Linked DNA regions of Pan troglodytes: region 1 is linked to region 2. A link is a contact called in public HiChIP or PLAC-seq data. All regions are on one chromosome and are shown on one strand. Each heading gives the region's core, a stretch centred on a gene start, on an enhancer-like site or on the middle of the called end of the contact. The rest is flanking DNA. Distances are from core to core; before and after follow the strand shown.

What was found. HiChIP or PLAC-seq counts read pairs in DNA pulled down with a chosen protein or histone mark.
Region 1: an H3K4me3 HiChIP or PLAC-seq map of stem cell-derived excitatory neurons shows a contact between it and region 2, with 2.8 times the contacts expected there. The contact joins the promoter of NEURL4 here to the promoter of TNFSF12 in region 2.

What each region holds. Positions count from the first base shown.
Region 1 is chr19:17,842,012-17,844,719 of NHGRI_mPanTro3-v2.0_pri, reverse strand. It overlaps NEURL4 (neuralized E3 ubiquitin protein ligase 4), which reads left to right and starts at 1,296. Exons shown (of 29, transcript XM_016931420.3): 1 at 1,296-1,656. The coding sequence starts at 1,375. LOC107969131 (putative protein phosphatase inhibitor 2-like protein 1) reads right to left here and starts at 471. Exons shown (of 5, transcript XM_054670809.2): 1 at 137-471. The coding sequence starts at 235.
Region 2 is chr19:18,060,295-18,063,097 of NHGRI_mPanTro3-v2.0_pri, reverse strand. TNFSF12 (TNF superfamily member 12) reads right to left here and starts at 1,513. Exons shown (of 7, transcript NM_001205129.1): 1 at 1,259-1,513; 2 at 1,050-1,097; 3 at 378-453. The coding sequence starts at 1,417.

The sequences.
Region 1 (2,708 bases), core at 47-2,546, 220 kb after region 2:
TGGGCCCGGAACCAAGGACCACTATCCCCCCGGAGGGACAGCTTGAACCAGTACTATGAGTTACGGAGCCCCCTGAGTGCACGTGGGGCCCAGAACCGTGAAACAAGACTACTCTGGAGGGCTGCCCAGCGCCTGCCTCGACTCCTGTGACCGCTGCGGGCACTCCTCTGGCTGCCCCTCCAGGGGAATCCCGGTTGAGGCCGCCAGCAGCCCCTAGGCACTCCACCTTCTCCATGGCCCCACTGGGGGGCCGCTCTCAGCGATCCTGACCCGCCTCCCGGCTCCACGTAGCCCCGCCCCTGGCCCCGCCCCCACCGCTGCCGGCCGGGGATGCTCGGGCTCAGTCCCGGGTCCACTTCTCCCCTGCTCCAGAGCTGCGGCGGGCGGAATCAAGACTATATAGAGACTCGGGCTGGGGGTCCCTCCGCTCGCCCTTTTCCTTTGTGTCCCACCCAAAGATTTTCTTTGTCTGGGCAATTTGTTCCCGCCCTTCTCCAGCACCACCCTCATCCAAACCAGCCAATCCCAGTCAGGGGGCCAGGCCAGGAGCTTCGACTGTGACGTCACGGTCCTCCAGCCTGAGCGTGAGCTTCGGGGAGTTGGGCAGGGGGCTTGTTAATAGCTCTAAGGGAGATCTTTTGGGGTCATCAACGCTGTCGCTTGAAACTGCCTGTCGGGACTTCTTTAGACTCTTTGTGGTCTTAACATGGAATAGTTTGGTTGAGTTGGAGTTGAAGCTGGGCTTGACTTGAAATATCAGCGAGCTTCCCCCACCCCCGTCAGTCGGCTGGCTCAGCCAATCAGGAGAGGTGTGAGGCAAAGTGGAAGGATTGCCGCACTGTTGCAAGACACTTCGTCCTCAGTCGGGTGGCGGGAAGAGACTTTCACTACCGCTTCTCTGGGTCCTCCAGACTCGGCTCACGCTGCTTTGGAGCCTGCATCCCGAGGGGAGACACCCCCTCTTGCCGTAAAGCGAGTGCTTCAAGGTGTCACCTCCCCCTAGCGAGGGCGGGGTCGTCGGTGCCGCTGTCGCAAAGCAGAAAGTGTTTGGGCTCCAGCACCCCACCGTCGTAAAGATGCCTGCGGTGGGCGTGTCTTTCTCCCACTGTCGCAAAAGCTCCCTGCCCAGGTCTTCGTCCCCCTCGGAGCCGCTCCGTCACCTCGCTATGCCGTAAAGCGAGGCTCCCGACCCCGTGTCCTTCTGTTCTCACCGTGGTCGTCCCCAGCTCCTAGCGCGGGCTGCTTCATTGCCCGGCAGTGCCGTAAAGCATACCTGGTCTCAGCCCCCCGGTCGTATCCCTCGGACTGTCTGCCCGACGCGGTTGCCACGGTGCCGCCAAGCGCGGCTGTCGCGCTGCCCCGGTGTCAGCGGAGATGGCGGCAGGGTCGGGTGGGAGTGGGGGCTCTGGGGGAGGCCCTGGACCGGGGCCGGGCGGGGGTGGGGGCCCCAGCGGGAGCGGCTCAGGACCGGGGTCCAACGGGGGTCTGGGCAGCGGCGGGGAACTGCACCCGCGCACTGGGCGCTTGGTGAGCCTGTCGGCCTGTGGGCGTACAGCGCGGCGGCAGCAGCCGGGCCAGGAGTTTAACCACGGGCTGGTGTTGAGCAGAGAACCCTTGCGCGATGGACGCGTCTTCACCGTCCGCATCGACCGCAAGGTGCAGCGCTGGTACCGCGGAACAGAGATGTGGAGGGTGGTGGGAGGCGTCTAGAGGGAGACGGGGTAGGACAGCCAGGGTAGCCCACATTGCCGGGCACCGAGAGGGAACAGAAAGACCATAGAGCACCAGGGGGCGGTCAGGAAGACAGCATGAAGCAGAAACATTGAGTTTGAAGAAGACATTAAGAGCTTGAGTTTTCTCAAGATCCAGAACCAGGGAAGGGACACGAGGGCTAACCCACTAGAATGGCTGGGAACAGACCTCCTGGTACAATTTCTTGGGCATGGAGGATGGAGAGATGTCAGAGATGTGATGGCAAGTGAAGAAAGATGCCAAGGAACGAACAAACCTAATCCCAGCACTTTGGGAGTCCGAGGCGGGCGGATCACTAGAGTTAGGGGTTTGAGACCAGCCTGGCGAACGTGGTGAAACCCCGTCTTTACTAAAAATACAAAAATTGGCCAGGCATGGTGGCGTGCGCCTGTAATCCCAGCTACTCTGGAGGCTGAGGCAGGAGAATGGCTTGAACCCGGGAGGCAGAGGTTGCAGTGAGCCGAGATCATGCCATTGCACTCCAGCCTGGGCAACAGAGTGAGTGAGACTCCGTCTCAAAAAAACAAAGAACAAACCATTGAAGGACAGAGGCTGTGCCAGAAAGATAGGTGAGGAGAAAGATCCAGGGTGAGGGAGGTGTGTGTGATTCAGTGAAGAGGCCAGGCTCACAGAAAAAGAACTTGGAAGGAGATTGAATCTGGGTAGAGCCTGATCTTTGGAGAGAATTAGGCCAGGGGAAAGGAATGAATGATACACAAGAGCAAGAGGTGTGGGTATAGGAAGTAGGAGAATTTGGATGGTTGGAGAGCCATAGAGACTAGGAAAGTTAGAGGAGGCAGGAGGTTGGAACCAAGGAATTTGTGCTTGGCTTGGAAAGGAGTGGTTTAGTAAACACTGAGTAGAGAGCAGAGTTGCTAAAGGAAAGCCCAAATAATTACCGAGACGGAGTCCAGAAAATCACTGTCTGCATCTCTGGATTAGTGTTCCAAGAGACA
Region 2 (2,803 bases), core at 264-2,763:
CCGAGATAACAGGTGGGGGCCAGGACAACTGCATGCCAACTTGGACACATGGTCATTCGGCCACCCCATCATCCCATTCCTAAGTCTCTTTGCCTACCGGGGTCCAGGCCTCTGACTCCCAGGCCTAGTCTCCATCAGGATCCCAGTAGTTCTTCTAACTCATGGCCACCCTGCCTTCCTGTTTGGGGTAGGGTCTGAAGGAGCACATCCATATGACAGAAGGAGCTTCAGAGGAGGGCGAGAATCCCTAGGTTTGAGTCTTGGCTGGTTAGCTGCATGACTCTGAACTCCTTTCACCCTCCGTGCCTCAGTTTCTCCCTGTGGATAATGGTTTTTGCTCTGCCCGCTTCCTGAGGTTGGGATAGAGGGATGCTCACCACTTCTGCGAGGCCGAACTAGTCGGTTCAGGAAAGGCGCAGGATCCTGGCTTTCTTCTGTCTGGGGATTCAGTTCCTAGGGGAATTAGGGCAGGGTTCAACCACAGACTCCCAGAGATATAAAGTGAGACAGACGGGGCCTGTCAGGAGAGCCACCAGCCAGCAACAGACACAGAAGTCAGGGACAGATTAAGCCCCTCAGCCAACTACAGCTGGGGCCCCGGGCAAAGGTGAAGCTGGGAGTCAGGCCCCAGTCCTCACCCTTTCCTCTAGACCAGCTACACTTTCCCACCCACACACAACCAACGCAGACCCTGCATTCAATTGGCACATTGCACACATGCCCACACCCAGTCACCACGCACAGAGGATACACACCCTGTACACAACCGCACCCCTCTTCCACGCAGACTCACATATCTTATACAACCACGTCACCCCCAGCCAATAAACACCTCAGACTCAGGTGGCACAACCCCAGCACAAACCCCTCACACAGAGTTGTCACCACGCACACACACCCCTGCAGACACACACCCATGCACGCACTGTGTTCACACACACCCTGCACACACCGCGAGTACGGCTGGCACAGCTGCACACACCTGCAGCCTCGGCTGTGCACACTTCCCATGCCCCAGCAGCCTGCAGACCGCGCCCACGCCCACTCACCGACGGGTCCTGGTCCTCCTCTGCCACCAGCTCCTCCTGGGCAGGCTCCTGCTGGGAAGGAGGGAGCGTCACCCCGTGCCGCTCCACCTGACATCTCACCCTCCACCCATCCTCCCTTCCCCTTGCCTTCAGCCCACGAGGCCCCCAGCGGCCCCTCTGCAGTCTCAGCTCCTGATGTGCCCAAGAAGGGGTGCGCAGCGGGGCCTCACCTGGGCGGACAGCGATGCCCGGCTCCCCAAACTGACCACGGCCAGCAGGAGGCCGAGGCAGGCCAGCGCCAGGCCCAGGCCCAGCGCGAGCGGGACCAGCAGGGCGGTGCCCGGCTCCCCCCGGCGCCCCCTCCGCCTCTGGCTCCGACGGGCGGCCATGGGGGCGGGGGGCTGTGCCTGCCTCACCGCCCCCCCATCCCGGGACCCGAGGGATCGGGGGAGGGGGAGCCGGCGGGCGGATCGGGCCGGGGAGAGGGAGGGGCAAGGGAAACGGGGCGGGAGGGGGCGCTGGGGACAGGAAGCCGGACGCTGTGTGTGATTAAACTCCGAGTCTCTCGCCGGGCGCTGTGCGCGCAGCGAACGGAGTGGGCGCCCACCCGACCTCTGAGCGCCCAGCCCGGGCGTGCACCACCAGGGCGAGGTCCGTTGTGTGCGGCCGCGGGAGCGATGGGGCTATGCGTGTGCGGGCACCTCCTGCGGGGAGGTGGGGAACTCAGGAAGGCCTGTTGGTTCAGATTCTTCTGTGTCCCTGTGTCTTCAGAGATAAGGACCCTCCTTTCCCCCAGGTGCAGGGAGGGCGCCTCTCACAGGAGGCTATTATTTGCTTCTTCAGGAAAAGGGCAGGGAGTTCCAGGTTGTATGACCTGGTTCAGGGAAGAAGGGCAGGAGAAGGTAAGAAAGATCCTTCGGCTTCTGCGGTTTTCTCAAATTCCTTCAGCTTAAAACGCTCATTGTGCCGAGGTGCATCGTTTAGGGTAGCACGTTCTGAAGCCCATCATTACCAATGATTGCCAAGCATCTGAGGAGGACCAGCAGCATGCAAAAGAAACACCAAAATTGGTCCGGCAGGTGGCTTACGCCTGTAATCCCAGAAGGCCAAGGCTGGGGGCCAGGAGTTCAAGATCAGCCTGGGCAAGAGCAAGACCCCATCTCTACAGAAAAGTTTTAAAAAAATTAGCCCACGCCTGTAGTCCCAGCTACTCAGGAGGCCGAGGTAGGAGGATTGTTTGAGCCCAGGAGTTTGAGGCTGCAGTGAGCTGTGATTGCACCACTACACTCCAGCCTGGGCAACAGACCTTGTCTCAAAAAAAAAAGAAAGAAAGAAAGAAAGAAAGAAAAAGGACCAAAATTGGCTGGGCGCGATGGTTCACGCCTGTAATCCCAGCACTTTGGGAGGCCGAGGCGGGTGGATCACGAGGTCAGGAGATCAAGACCTGCCTGGCCAAGATGGTGAAACCCTGTCTCTAATAAAAATACAAAAAAATTAGCCGGACGTGGTGGCAGGCGCCTGTAGTTCCCAGCTACTCGGGAAGCTGAGGCAGAGAATTGCTTGAACCCAGGAGACAGAGGTTGCAGCGAGCTGAGATCACGCCACCACACTCCAGCCTGGGCAACACAGCAAGACTCTATCTCAAAAAAAAAAAAAAAGAAAGAAAGAAAGACCAAAATTAACAAACAAAATTTGACATTGGAGGAAACAGAGATAATTCAGGATACAAAGAGTACTACCTAATATACTTAAAGAGAGTCAAGAAAAAGCATCCA